5 separate regions of the Mus musculus genome follow, and all the other regions are linked to region 4. A link is a contact called in public Hi-C, HiChIP or PLAC-seq and Micro-C data. All regions are on one chromosome and are shown on one strand. The core of a region is the stretch at or near the end of the contact, and the rest is flanking DNA. Distances in the headings are between cores, read along the strand shown. Region 1 holds the start of Egln3 (egl-9 family hypoxia-inducible factor 3). Region 2 has its middle 14 kb from the start of Gm40424. Region 3 has its middle 14 kb from the start of Gm40425. Region 4 has its middle 16 kb from the start of Gm35895. Region 5 has its middle 17 kb from the start of Gm36213.

The links. A called contact is a pair of places that touch in the nucleus more often than the background predicts. HiChIP or PLAC-seq counts read pairs in DNA pulled down with a chosen protein or histone mark.
Region 1: a contact with region 4 is called in a Hi-C map of myeloid progenitors, with 1.8 times the contacts expected there. The contact joins the promoter of Egln3 here to the enhancer-like site in region 4. A contact is called at or near these places in 21 of 39 promoter capture datasets (the 3T3-L1 cell line, 3T3-L1-derived adipocytes, the HPC-7 cell line and 14 more), 1 of 15 datasets of contacts at CTCF or cohesin (CD8 T cells), 27 of 484 Hi-C or Micro-C datasets (3T3-L1-derived adipocytes, B cells, the C2C12 cell line and 18 more), 17 of 115 datasets of contacts at active chromatin or transcription factors (CD8 T cells, DN3 thymocytes, the SCID.adh cell line and 12 more) and 4 of 9 other capture datasets (adipose tissue, embryonic stem cells, liver and 1 more).
Region 2: a contact with region 4 is called in a Micro-C map of the HL-1 cell line, with 2.4 times the contacts expected there. The contact joins two enhancer-like sites. A contact is called at or near these places in 10 of 484 Hi-C or Micro-C datasets (the AML12 cell line, the HL-1 cell line, differentiating embryonic stem cells and 1 more), 7 of 115 datasets of contacts at active chromatin or transcription factors (acute myeloid leukemia, double positive thymocytes, embryonic stem cells and 2 more) and 1 of 9 other capture datasets (embryonic stem cells).
Region 3: a contact with region 4 is called in an HNF4G HiChIP or PLAC-seq map of pancreatic cancer cells. The contact joins two enhancer-like sites. A contact is called at or near these places in 12 of 484 Hi-C or Micro-C datasets (cerebellum, cerebral cortex, embryonic stem cells and 1 more) and 3 of 115 datasets of contacts at active chromatin or transcription factors (astrocytes, intestinal villus epithelium and pancreatic cancer cells).
Region 5: a FOXA1 HiChIP or PLAC-seq map of pancreatic cancer cells shows a contact between it and region 4. The contact joins two enhancer-like sites. A contact is called at or near these places in 27 of 484 Hi-C or Micro-C datasets (8-cell embryo, the AML12 cell line, LSK cells and 10 more) and 6 of 115 datasets of contacts at active chromatin or transcription factors (acute myeloid leukemia, bone marrow-derived macrophages, cardiomyocytes and 2 more).

What each region holds. Positions count from the first base shown.
Region 1 is chr12:54,202,584-54,205,283 of GRCm38.p6, reverse strand. Egln3 (egl-9 family hypoxia-inducible factor 3) reads left to right here and starts at 1,410. Exons shown (of 5, transcript NM_028133.2): 1 at 1,410-2,079. The coding sequence starts at 1,723.
Region 2 is chr12:54,161,717-54,164,416 of GRCm38.p6, reverse strand. No RefSeq gene overlaps it. Among named protein-coding and RNA genes, the nearest start is that of Gm40424, 14 kb to the left of the region's middle. Within about 2 kb of position 1,421, at least 182 of the 459 cell types and tissues checked have an H3K27ac peak or open chromatin away from gene starts, as enhancers often do. A contact at or near this core is called in the HL-1 cell line, acute myeloid leukemia and pancreatic cancer cells, where this site is marked.
Region 3 is chr12:54,534,949-54,537,648 of GRCm38.p6, reverse strand. No RefSeq gene overlaps it. Among named protein-coding and RNA genes, the nearest start is that of Gm40425, 14 kb to the left of the region's middle. Within about 2 kb of position 1,313, at least 16 of the 459 cell types and tissues checked have an H3K27ac peak or open chromatin away from gene starts, as enhancers often do. A contact at or near this core is called in pancreatic cancer cells, where this site is marked.
Region 4 is chr12:54,333,208-54,335,907 of GRCm38.p6, reverse strand. No RefSeq gene overlaps it. Among named protein-coding and RNA genes, the nearest start is that of Gm35895, 16 kb to the left of the region's middle. Within about 2 kb of position 1,352, at least 31 of the 459 cell types and tissues checked have an H3K27ac peak or open chromatin away from gene starts, as enhancers often do. A contact at or near this core is called in CD8 T cells, ECoMG-derived neutrophils, the HL-1 cell line and 5 more, where this site is marked.
Region 5 is chr12:54,494,826-54,497,525 of GRCm38.p6, reverse strand. No RefSeq gene overlaps it. Among named protein-coding and RNA genes, the nearest start is that of Gm36213, 17 kb to the right of the region's middle. Within about 2 kb of position 1,420, at least 25 of the 459 cell types and tissues checked have an H3K27ac peak or open chromatin away from gene starts, as enhancers often do. A contact at or near this core is called in pancreatic cancer cells, where this site is marked.

The DNA of each region.
Region 1 (2,700 bases), core at 161-2,660, 130 kb after region 4:
CCAGGTTCAGATGTCAGTGTCTCAGGAGACTGTTTTCCAACCATCTATCATGTGCTGGCATCAGTGTTTCAAGGACATGGGCTCCTGTCACCCCAGTGCTGCTATGGGCTTTTGGACAACAGCTTCTTGAAGTTGAGCCTTTACCCTAAGGAAATACACCTTCTCCTGGACAGACATATGGAAGAGGCCAACTGAGCAAGGCCATTAACAGGGTCCCTGTTCTCCATGGAGCTAGTTAGGTTTCTTCAAAGCTGCTTACACCCTCTCTGGTTGACTGCCACTCCCCAAGGCCCTGTTTGCCCTCACTGACTACAATACAGCCTTCTTCCCAGTCTGTCAGCACTCTCTCCTCCTCTGCCTCTCCTTCACATGAACTGCACCCCCACTTCTCCCCTCAGAGAAGGTGAGCAGAGGGGCTATTGGGAAGAGAATAAAAGCAAAAAGGACTTTATGTCCAAAATTAGTGATGCTTGAAAAATCGGTGCAGTTTTTCATTTGACTTAACTGAAAATCTAAATGTGCAAAGATGTGAACTGACTCTCTGTCTCTCTGTCTCTCTGTGTTTGTCTCTCTTTCCCTCTGTCTTAGATGTCTCTGTTTCTCTCTCTCTCATTTGGAAGGAAAGGGCATCAGAAATCTGTATAGAGACCACCTTACAGTAGATAATTAAGCCTTTTGGGTAGGGCCTAGGGCTCTAGTGCAAGTTGCATGTAGTAGAAGCCAGAGAGACCTGGAACACAGTGTATCTTTTGGGGAGAGTGCGAGTGATTTTGAGAGAGAATTTCAGAACCTTTTAGTAAAAAGCTTGAGTATAAATGGTGCATGAACATCTCCCGCAGGACAAAATACAAAAATTTGCAGGATTTGGCAGTGCTCTCCCTTCCCGGGGCGCCTCCCTATCTCTCTGTCCTCCACTCCCTTCTCAGGGGATACACACCAGCCTGGCACACAGGGTGGGGGGAGGTCAAGGGGAATGTTTGTTAATGAATCAGTCAGTTTTGGTTAAAATTAAATTCACCTCTCTCTCTCACAGGGGTTGGAACAGCCAGACCCGAATCAAACAGAAGAGGAAAGAAGGAAAGACACTAGGTAGAGCTTAAACCTTAATGTTTAAGAAATATAGTCACCAGAGAGGTGACTAGCCCAGAAAGTGGCAATAAACTGTTCATGTGCATCTCAGACGTGAGATCCAGGTTTTCAAGTTTGTTAGGGGATTTAACGCAAATCAATATGCAAATCGAGAGCATTAAAAAAAAAAAATCCAGCCCTTTCTTGGGTCACACACAGGTTAGCTAGAGTGGAGCTCACCCAGATGCTCCGCAGCACCAGTCCAAGAGGAAGAGCCCGGAGGAGGGCAGTCCCGGGGGCGGGACCATGACGTTGGGGTCAAGGCGGTGCTTTCTCTCGTTCCTCCCCCGGCCACGGCCGCCGCGGCGGTGGCTCTGCATCTCCAAAAAGGGCCCTCCGACTTCTCACTGGGCCAGTCCGGCGCTGGGTGGCGGAGCCCTACACTGCTCCCGCCGGTCCCAGAGCCGGGATCCCTTCTCTTCAGAGTTTCGAGCAACTTTCCCCGCCTCTGGAGCTAAAGTGGCTCGGGGACTGTGACCACCGCAGGTGGGAGAGTCCCCGGCCCGGCTCTCCGCATCTTCGCTGTGCGCTCGCGCTGGGAAAGCCCTGGGTGCGTGCACCCTGGGGGTCCCCGGCCTCGGCTCTGTGGGCGAGATGCCTCTGGGACACATCATGAGGCTGGATCTGGAGAAGATCGCCCTGGAGTACATCGTGCCCTGTCTGCACGAGGTCGGCTTCTGCTACCTGGACAACTTCCTAGGCGAGGTGGTGGGCGACTGCGTGCTGGAGCGAGTCAAGCAGCTGCACTACAACGGGGCCCTGCGTGACGGCCAGCTGGCCGGGCCGTGCGCCGGCGTCTCCAAGCGGCACCTGCGAGGCGACCAGATCACGTGGATCGGGGGCAACGAGGAGGGCTGCGAGGCCATCAACTTCCTCCTGTCCCTCATCGACCGGCTGGTCCTGTACTGCGGGAGCCGGCTGGGCAAATACTATGTCAAGGAGCGGTCCAAGGTAGGATGCGTGCGGGTGCCCAGCCGCAGCTGCGCTGCAGGGGACGGGAAGCCTTCATTCGGAGTGTTGTGTCGCCTTCGCTGGGGTGCAGCGAACTTTGGTTTTTAACCAAGAAGTCAGCTTGCCTATCTGCCCTACTTGCGTCCCCTCCACCTCCTGGCCTAACCCCTTAAGCAAAAGTCCACGTTAAGGGGCTCAGGTGTCTCGTGATGATGAGCTTCTGCTGACTCTGAAAGAATTGCCCTGGTTTTGGTGATGACCGCAAGGACAACTGGCTGGTGGAGGGAAAAGATATTGGAAACACTGCGACACGCATGTCCATGATCCGAAGTGCCTCCTTTAAAGCCACCCGGTACTGCCCTTCACAGTAGCCAGAGGCACTCTTAACTCTACTAGAGGCAAGTCTAATTTTTGCCTTGTGTTAGTTGGCTTGTAGAGTTAGGTAGGGTGGGAGGGAAGAGTTCGGTATGACAAGGTTAAGTCCTCCACTTCTGCTGCAGCCTTTGAGCCCTGGGGCTCAGAATTCTCATAGACCCCTCAGCCCAAGTGCTGAGCCCCACGCCATCGCCTTTCTTTTCCTATAAACTCATGGCAAAATCCACTCAAACAACCTGATAAGGT
Region 2 (2,700 bases), core at 172-2,671, 170 kb after region 4:
TGAACAGCACCGGTTGTTTGGAGCAGACAACACTGGAATGCAGTTTGGAGCCTTTAGCCAGTGTGCCTGATACCTCCCTGTGTTCCTGGGTCACATACACTTTCTAGGGATGAAAGGGAACACTCACTGCCTTTTCTTCTTGACACACTTAGATTCCTACCCCGTGACACACAGCCTTCAGCCTACTTAACAGTGTGAACAACTGTGTTGAAATAAGACTAAAAAAAAACTTTGATCTTTGGTGATTTCCCCACTTAAGACAAGTAACCTTTCTCCTGGAAGCCTTTCTCCTAACTCCTGGGAGTTAACTCTTACATTTCTGAGTGCCTTTATTTTCCCTTTCTTATTATTTTGGGGGACAGGGTATGCTTTTCCAAGTCAGGGTTTCTCTGTATAGCCTTGGCTGTCCTGGAGCTCACTCTGTAGACCAGGCTGGCCTCACAAAGATCCACTCGATTCTTCCGAGTGCTGGAATTAAAGGTGTATGCCACTCCAATTGACTCTTGGGAACATTTATAGAGGTCATTTTGTGATTCTTTTTAAAAAGACATCTCTGGTTTTAGGGAATACTGTTGTAGCTTATTGATAATGTTTTACCAACTTGAGAAAGATTGCTCTAGGAGTGGATAAATACTCAGCTGATTAAAACACTACACAATTCGGGATGTCTCATGTTTGTGAGTGATGTGTGTGTGTGTGTGTGTGTGTGTGTATGTGTGTACATGTGTGTGTGTGTGTGTGTGAGTGATGTGTGTGTATGTGTGTATATGTGTGTGTGTGTATATGTGTGTGTGTGTGTGTATGTGTGTATGTGTGTGTATGTGTGTATGTGAGTGATGTGTGTGTATGTGTGTGTGTAGATGTCAAAAGGTAACTTGGGATTAAGGTGTAGAAGAGCCTTTTGTCTATTGAGGACTTCTGAGGAAGAGGACTGAAGAGAGGAGGGGACTGGACATACTGTGTTGGTCTCTCACTGGTCTGGAGTAGCTGCCGGCAGCTCTAGGAAGCTTCTCTTGTTCCTCTTGACCTGACCCAAGCTGGGGGTGGCCCAGAAAGCAGTGGGAACTTGGGAAAGGATCTAAGGATTCACCAACTATCGATTTGGGAAATTTCATTGGGTGTGTGCCATAAAATGCTGGAAGGCGGACTTTCCCAAGAAACCTTTTCTGTAGACTTTTTTTTTTTTTTTTAAATAAATGGCTTGAAAAGGTAATATCCAATCAAACGGGAATGCCTCAATTCTGAAAAGGTGGGGAGGAAGGACAAACTGCTCCCCCGCCCCGTACTTGGCAGTGTCTTGCTTTGGGGAGTGCCCTGCCTCAGCAAATTCTCCGATTCTGGGCTCCGGAGCTGCGGAGCTGCGCTGTCTCTGCCAGCTCTCGTACAGCACGCACGCCCCGTGCATTGGCTTGGTCATTTCCTCCTATTTTTCTGCTTATTCATCCTGTGGCCTGTGTTCCCCTTGACAGACTTTCCCCCCACCCTCCTGTGGGGAGAGATAACATTCTCGGGAGGGACTTTAATCCATCTGATAAGTTCTATTTTTAGCCAAGCCTTTCCTCCTGGCTTCTAACTTTCAGAGGCTCACACACTTCCGAGCCTCCTTTGGCGTTCGTTCTTGCCGTCTTGCGTACTCTTGTGCCTGGGGTTTCCTAACAGACTGTAGTTGAGTGGGGAGCGGGGAAGGTGAATTGACTTCCAGGGCAGGGACACTTTCTCCTGGGTGTGGGGCGCTGTTTTTAGCAGGGCCATTCACTCTTACCTACCTCCTGCTTCCCCTCCAGGCTGTCCACGAATTTCCTTTTGTCAGTAAATTTATGTTATCTTGATAAAGGACACCCATTAAAAAAAAACAAGACAGCTGTGACTTTCGATGATTAGCACAAGGGTCTGGCAGCTAAGATGCCTGCCTGTAGCTACTAAGACTTCTACAGAATGACAACTTAATCTGCAGCCTTTGCATTAAGATTTAATCAAAGCAGCCAGTGTCCGTCCCTCCCCCGCCCCCCCCCCCCCCGTTCCCCATGTCCCCGTCCCCCCCCCCCCATATGAGGGGAGAAGTTTTGGGTTTGCTGTCACATGATCTCTGCCTGTTGCTTTCCCAGATAAGGATATGGGAATAAACTTACCTCAGTACTTTATATAAATGTGTTCTTTTTCTCCTTTTAATCCTTTGGCCCAGAATGGCCCCCCCTCAAATATATATATAAAACAGAAACTCTTCTGACAAGACTACAGAGCTTGAAAAGGAGAATGGGGTATCCCCCTGCCCCAGGAGTGCTCCTGGGAACATTGCTGCCAGGCAATTTAAACTTCAGGACCTCGACTTCATTTACTCTCAGTGGACCAGTTGTCTCTCGAGGCTCACTTAGCTCTGTCACCATCATGACTATTGTTGTGTTTTATAAGATGATGTAGTATAGTGCGGCTGGAGGGAGCACCTCAGTGGTCCCTGCCAAGGAGTCTTGGGATCAAGTCACATGACAGGCCTAGAACAAAAGAAGTTTATTGGGGGAAGGGAGCCAGGGAACGGAGCAGCAGGGTGCCTGGGATGGGGTTAGAGGCAGAGGAAGGCAGGTGGGACAGAAAGGGAAAGGAGAGGGGAAGAGAAGGAGAGGCCAGCCTGGAACATGTAGGGGAGGGGGGTGGAGACACAGAGAGGTAAGATAGAGGGATGGAGGAGAGAGAGAGAGAGAGAGA
Region 3 (2,700 bases), core at 64-2,563, 200 kb before region 4:
TTGGGGGACAGGATGTGCTTTTAAAGGATACTGCTGTCCACAAAGCAGACTATTGATATTACAAATTAGGCCAAACCTAGCTGAAGATCTTTTGGCTCATACTACCCTCCTCCTGTGCGTTATTTGGATCGACACATAAAGATAAAGTCTTTCGGATTTAGCAACTCCGGTTTCCTATAGGCGTGGCCGATACCCCCACCCCATGATGTATTAAAACAGGGTCTCACGTAACCCAGGCTGGCCTCCAATTCACTACATAGCCAAGACCAGCCTCAAACTCTGGAGCCTCCTGCCCCCACCTCCCAGGTAATGAGATTATGCGCATGCGCCATCACTCTTGGCTCCTGGCTGAAAAATTTAAAGCCATGATTGTAGGCAAGCCTTTGCTTGGCAACAGGCTTGATACATCTCTGTAAAAGCGGGAAGAATACTCTGAATGAACCCCAAGAGAGCGTGCACAATTCCAGACTCTGAATAAAACCTCTGTCTTCCACAAGGAGCTCCTTGGAGTCCCTAGAATTCCTCTTGGGGGAGTGAACAGTGTTCGCTGTGAACAGACTCGTAAGTGTGTTGACTTAAACGAAAAACCTCTAGGGAGGAAAAAGTCATCAATCTAACTTGTAAGAAACATGGACGCTGGAAGAAGTGTGAGGATTTCAATTTGGAACAAGAGATGAAACAGAACAGAATTACACAGAGCAATGAGAGAGCCAAGGATTGTCTCCAGGGTGGATGGAGCTGGCGCTGAGAGGAACTTGGTTACCCGTTCAGTGTGGAAATGGAGAAACATGAATTCCCAGAGTCAACCAATCCAGAAGGACCTTCAGGACCTCATTTACTGTCCTCCAAATGAGCGATGTAGCTCTTTCTTTTCAACATCTCCCATATTTTTTTTTTTTTTTTTAATGTGTGAATGTTCTTTATGAGTGACTCCTTGTTCAGGTTTGTGTGAATGGGAACAAAGCCTTCTGGGACAGACTCAGGAAAAAAAAAAACAACCCAAGGTTATATAGTTGACACTGGGAACGCAGCAATTGCTTTGCTGTGAATTTTGAGACTTTTCAGTTCCTATAGTTTTCTGTGGGATTTTTGAATTAAAAAAAAAAAAAGGAGGAGGGGTGGATAGAGAGATTGTCTCAGGACAGTGGATCATTTTTTGTTTCTTTATGGTCCCTAACAGGAAGTCTGAAAACTCCCTCACAAAGAACTAAAAAACCATTATGTTAATTCACCAGCCATCAATACTATGAGTAATTCCCCAAAGTCATAAAACAACACTGCATCATAGTAAGGACAGAGCTGCCTTTCATAGAGGGTAGTTGGGGAGTTTCAAAGTCCCTACAGGCCATGGCAGATGGAGGCAGGAGGCAGGAGGCAGGAGGCAGGAGGCAGGAGGCAGGAGGCAGGAGGCAGGAGGCAGGAGGCAGGAGGCAGGAGGCAGGAGGCAGGAGGCAGGAGGCAGGAGGCAGGAGGCAGGAGGCAGAGGCGACCAGGACTGGCTCCTCCTCTCCTGATGCTTTCCTGATGCTCCCCCTCCCCCCAAGCAGCATCTGGGCTTTCTTAAGGACCATTTAAATGTCTCCAAGCCTGCTGACCAGTTTTCAGTTCCTTAGGCACGCATGGTGGAAAGAAAGAACCAATTCCCAAAAGTTATCTTTTGGCTTCCACATCTATACCACAGCATGATTTACCTCTGTGACTGGGCTGCTGTGCAGATTATCGGGGCGCGGGGGGGGGGGGGGGGGGGGAGGGGTCAGAAGGGACATTCAGCTGTCATGTAGATACTAAAAGAGCCTTCTGTCCTCCAGTATTGAAAATAGCCATGTAAAAGACTTGATCGTGGGGGCCAGAGATGGCTCAGTGGCTAAGAGCACCAGCAGCTCTCCTAGGGGACCCGGATCTGATTCCAAGCGCTCACATGGCAGCTTATAACTGTCTGGAACTCCAGTTCCAAGGACTCTGATGACTTCAGTCTCCTGTGCAGAAAGCCAGCCTTGTTTATGGTTCAGTGACACACATAAAGCAAAGCACCCTTACCTAAAAAAATCATCAGTGCGAGGGGTTCTCAGAAGTTAGAATTAAAATAATAAATACTTCAGAGTAAAGAATGTGAGTACTCTATGGTGTCATTTATGCTTTTATGTTAAATCATTGCTGGAAATATTAATTGTATCAGGTTATAAGCATTAGGTATTCGTTACTGATGGTAATTTAATATTTTCTTCTCAGGATCATCTAGACTTAGACTACACTTAGTATCTTCAACAAGACACGGTGAGATAACAGATTCAACAAACAAAATAAAAACAAGCATTGCTGAAAAATGTAACACTCATTTATTCTTAGGATTCTTTTTTCTCCCAGTAATTACCATATTAAATTAAATTAAGCAAAAACTATAGTGCTTTCTGTCTCCAGGGGTGAACTCTGAAGCGAACGTCTTTTCTCACTGAGGCATCTGCAGCTGGCTGTCTGAAATCACTTGTCTCCTGGTTTCTCAACTCATTCTGTCTCTTTCAGATTATTTTTTATCGCTTACCGCTCGCTTCCTCATGAACGTAGAAGCTATGGAATGGAGATAAGACAGAACTTAGTTAATTTTGCCTTTTATTACTGACTGGTTAAGGGGGAAATTGAAAGGGAAAAGAAAGTTAAAACAGCCAGAAGAGGATGTAAAACTATCTCTGGTCTCTTTATCTT
Region 4 (2,700 bases), core at 103-2,602:
CCTGTCACTAAAGACTTGGTGAAGGAGGCAGCTAGTGGGAGGTCTGAGATAAGCTGCCCAGTGGCAAGTTGCAGCCTGGTTTGCCAACAGAAAGGGGGTGGGGACCACAGTAGGGGTCCCACTGTTCTTGATTAGGGAGAGAAAGGAACAAACAAAACAGATGAGAGGAGTGGCACCAGGAGGCACTGGGCAGAGCCTTCCAGGCTTGATGCTTTAATCATTATTTCAGAAGCTGCGCAATTGTTATCTGCACATTTACCCTGGACCTCTGTGATCTTGGCTATGAATGGGTTAATCTGGTTTTAAAGGCTATCCGAATGCTCCTAAGCTAATCCTTACATCCCTTTGTTCTTTCTATTTAACAAGAAAAGTGCTGGCAGTAATAGACCATCTGAGAGGTATAGCCAAGAGAATCACCTATGAGTGCTGTCTGAATAGGAAAAAAAAATTAAACCTGGCGTTCAGATGTCTATGCTTATAATCCTACATATTTCAAACCTCTTCGTAGACAGATTCTTCAAAATCTAATGATTAAGGTACACAGTTCCTTTTAAAATTGTGTGCCTGGGCATCGATCAAGCGTCATCTGTAAGATCCCAGCATAATATCACATAGCCAGTATTTTTATTGTTCTGAATTTCAGGGCTAATCTAAGTTTAAACTCTTTATTTTAGAAAACCACTAACAGCAGCTAATTAGCACATCTCATTCTGGGTGTATTTGCCAACCAATTTCAGAGACTCATTTGCCTGTTAAGAGATTTTATTGAACACCAGGACCACAGTCTCTTCTTTTTTTTCTAGTAAACAGCTCATGCTTATTATCTTATTACAGGAATGCCACTGGTTAAATCAGACTCTGAATATAAATAGCCATATTACTGCCATCAGGCGTCAATGTTTATTTAGTGGCTGTGAGTCATGCGTACCTCTTTGATCGGGTTTGGAATGAGCCATTGCAGTTTTTGTTCAAAAAGGTTATTTGCAAAGGCTACAGAAGTATCAGTTAGATTAAACATGAAATTAATCAGCGTGGAATTTTATCAGCCATTTCTGCCACTGAACACCAGGTGTCAAGAGCATGTGCAAATGAGGGCCAAGCCTAATGAAGTCCCGGACAGCTTAGTAGGGAGGTCAGATAAGATGCCAAGAGGTCTGCGGTGGTTTGGCTGAGAAATGTCTCCCATTGGCTCATAGGTTTGAACACCTGGTCCCCAGTGGGTAGTGTTGTTTGGGAAGATTATGAACCCTTCTGGAAAAAGAGTTTTGCTGGAGGAAGTCCATCACCGAGGGGGTGTGGCCTTTGTGGATTTATAGCCCCAGCCCACTTCCTGTCTGTCTGCTGCCTGTGTGTGAACGAACTGTGATCTCTAGCTCCTCGCTCCTGCCTCTGTGCCATCCCTTCTCCATGGTGATAGGCTCTCTCCCTCGGGGATTGTAAGCCAAAATAAACCCATTTTTTTCTTTTTCGTCGGGATATTCTAGCATAAAACCAGGAAAAGTAACTTATTTAATGTCTGCGATGCTGGTGGAAGACTGAGGAATGAAAAGAAGAAGGGAAGGAGGGATGAAAAGGAACAGAGAGAGTCGGACCCAAGGCCTGAGGAGTCTTCTGAACCGCTCAGCCATTTCACCTACTGTATTCCACAGTGCATGAATTAATTATACTTCTCGGCGTGACGAAAATAGAACACAAAGCAACTTAAGAAAGGCATGGTTTCTATTGCCTCATGATTTGAGAAACCACCATCCTCCGTGCTAGAAAGCATGGCAGTGGAAGGCGGGGCGTCTGGTCACATTGCGTCTGAAGTCTGGAGGCAGAGGGAAGTGGATGTTACCGCTCAGCTAGTTTTGCCCCTCATTGTTCAATCTAAGACCCTGATCCATGACAGATCACTCACATGGACCGTGGGTTTTCCCCTCCTGAGTTAAATCTCTCTGGAGAGATCTTGAAAGACACATACAAAGGTGTGTCTTGTAGGTAATTCTAAACCTAGCTGACAGTGACAATGGGAGTTAGGTAACCTAAGAAGCCAAGCACACAGATCTTTAGAGTAAAGTTTAGTGCTGTCTTGCATCACGGAAGCAGATGTATGTGACACAATGAGCCTATAAGCAAACATGGGAACTATACTTTCCAACTCAACATTGTGCTTGCTTGTGTGCATGTGGAGGCCAGAGGTCAACGCAGCCTGTCTCCTTCAGATGTTCTTCGCCTTCTTTTTTGAGACAGGGTTTCTTACCAAACTGGAACTCACTGATTCAGCCAGACTGGCTGGCCAGTCAGCTAGCTCTAGTGATCCTCCATTCCTCTGTCCCTGCCCCAAGCACTTGGGTATAGAGGTGTCACCAAGCCTAGCAGGTTACATGGGTACTTGGGATCTATATTAAGTTCCTTCTCTGTTCAAGCTATTGTCTTGGTTCCTAACGAAGCTTGCTATTTGCTTATTTATTTATTTATTTATTCATTCATCCGTTTGTTTATTTATTTATTTAAGATTAAAACTATCCTAGAAGGAGAGACAGATGCATATGGACTTTGGCTGGTGAGACTGTGGTAGTAGATAAGAGGTGGTGGATAAGATGTGACCCTTTAACTGGAGGGCACATTTAAACCGGGGCCATTCATTCATCCAAAATTAGCCACCATTTCAGTTTGACAGGCACCGTGCTGAGACCAGCCTGTAAACAATACAGCACC
Region 5 (2,700 bases), core at 171-2,670, 160 kb before region 4:
CGTGCATGGGAGCTTAGAAGTTGACATTGGGAGTCTTTCTCCATCACTTTCCACTTTATTCCTTGAATCCAGAGCTTGCTGATATGGCTACTCTAACCCAGATTACTCTGTGGATCCAACTCCTGTGTACTGGAACACAAGTGGGCCTTAATATTCAAGCTCCAGACCCCAAACTTGGGCAGCAACCACTTTTACAACTGCATCGTTTCTTATTCCTCCCTGAGTGTATGTGTGTGTGTGCCAGAGTGTGTGAATGCCACAGCATTATTGTGGAAGTCAGAGTACAACTTGTGAGAGTTGGTTCTCTCTTTCTACCACATAGGTTCCAAGGATTGAATTCAGGTTGCTAGGTAGGCTTGTGGAAAGTGTATTTACCTTGTAAGCGATGTTTTTATATGGGTATGTGCACATAGAGACCAGAGAAGGACACTGGGTTGTCTAGATCTGGAATTGCAGGCAGTTAGTTGTTCATCTCCCTATGTGGGTGCTGTAGCTCACCTCTGGTCCTCTGCAAGATCACCAATCAGTCTTAACATATCTTCAGCTACTCAATTTTTGTTTTTTGTTTTCATTTTTGGATAGGATTTAATAAGTAGGAACTAGAGAAGAAAAAAATGGATGAATTTGACTTCTTAAAAATTAAAAGCTGCTCTTTGAAATGTAGGAAAAGCAAAAGTCAAGCAGCCATTTTAGGGGAAAGTGTTCACAGAGTGTGCATTGGACAAAAGGCTCATACCTGGAACACAGAGATAGTTCTCTTTAAAAACTCATAGTGGGGAGGGGGAGGGGACCAATCCAGTGTCTTGAATATGTTACATAAGCACTCCGTCAGCAAGCTACATCCTAGTCTCTAGATTCATGAGTGCTCTTAACAATAAGGCAGGCTTTCAAAAGTCAACAAGAGAGTTAAAGTGTTCACCAAAGATGAACCCTGCCTGAAGAGCAACCAGAGGTGATGTTAAACAGCACGTATTAAGAAAACATAAATCAAAGCCACAATTTTGGAACACTCCCATTTTCCCATTTGAACACCTAAAACAGACAAGACCGACCCTACCAAGTATCTGAGGGGATGCACAGCCACTGGAATGCTGATTTGTTGTTGTAGAGACATAGGCTAGTGTCTCCACTTTGGAAAGCAGTTTGAGTTTCTTATAAATGAAGCACACACTTAAAAGTATGGCCTGGCAATCCCATATCTAAGTATTTATTTACTCAAGAGAAATGAAAACCTAACTGTGTCTACACAACTTCCTCTGTGTGGATTTGTAGCAGATTGACTTATCCCAGTCCCCGAATGGAAACAATCCAGATGTCCATCAAAGTTAGAGAAACAAATTGCTCTCTGTTTGCACAATGTCATATTACTAAGTAACAAAAGGGAACTAACCACTGTAACCACCAGTAATCAGAACGGGGGAGGTGATCTCCAAACAGCTGCTGAATAGAATTATCAGCCTCCCTACTTGTACAGCCTTATATGAAATCCCAGAAAGGCCAACCTCTGCACGTAGAAAGCAGATCAATGTTTCTAGGGCTGAGTCGGGTAGGGGATGTGGATCCTCTGGTAAGATGCAAAGGACATTTTTGGACCAAAATCTTCATCTGGTGCTGGTCATGTGGTGACTCACATCTGTGGGAACTCCTGAATTACACACTCAACAAAGAATGCTTTTTATTGCATCCAAATAACATTCCACTACAATTTGAAAAACAAAAAGAAAAAAAAGGGTGGAGCCACAAGCCTCAGAGATGAAACCTGGGGGCTGGTAGGACCCTGTCTTCTGCCATGTGATGGCAGAGTAGCCTAGTAGACAAATGTGTGCCAAAGTGGAGAAATGAGGAGGCTGCAGAAAAGCTGAGGGTAAAGGTGGAGAGGGGCTTTTATAGCTGTTTGAGTCCCTGGTCCCACACATTCCTGCCCAGCCGTGAATGGTCCTTCCTGTCTTGGCTCTCTTTCTTACTAAAGTCTCTCTTTTTGATCTGACATATCTCATGGGCTTTCTGTCACTTGCAGTGAAAAGGAGCCCCAACCAATAATGAAACAGGCATCCTTGCATACTATTTCTTCTGTATGCCACCTTTGGGACTAGAGACTAACTTGGCATTTTCTAAGTGCACCATGCACTTGAGAAAAAGATTTCTGTCAAGAATTACTGAGGACGGTGTAATGCTGTTGAGACCCCAAGTTCTAAGCCAGTCTCTGTGCCACAATGTTGTGCAACCTTGTCCCACTGGATTTCCCCTTTCTTACACTTAAAAGAATGAAGTGACACTTGGCTTAAGAACGTTGTGTTCAAGTTGGCGCCATATTTAAAACAGACCTAAGTAGCACTTCTCTGACTGGAGCGGCAGGGAGTGCTCCTTGTACCTACTTGGAGGTCAGGAGGGCATAGAAGTGCAGCATAAGTGAGTACATTATTGTGTTTGAAGATTACAGAATGGGAAGAAATCATCTGCCTTCAACAGAATATAAATATAGGAACAAGGAATGTAAGCACACTTCTAACATGATGGTGGAGGAAGCTGGACCTCAATGTAAATGTTTGGAGCTGAAGTATAAGCAGGGCAGAGGAGACAGCATCCAGAGCAAGGGAGTCTGTTATCCTTCACCCTCGGGCTGCATCTCTCTTGCTGTTCTGCTCCTAATGGATCCCCGAGCACCTAGAGACAGGAGGCCAAATGTGACTTGGTGATCAC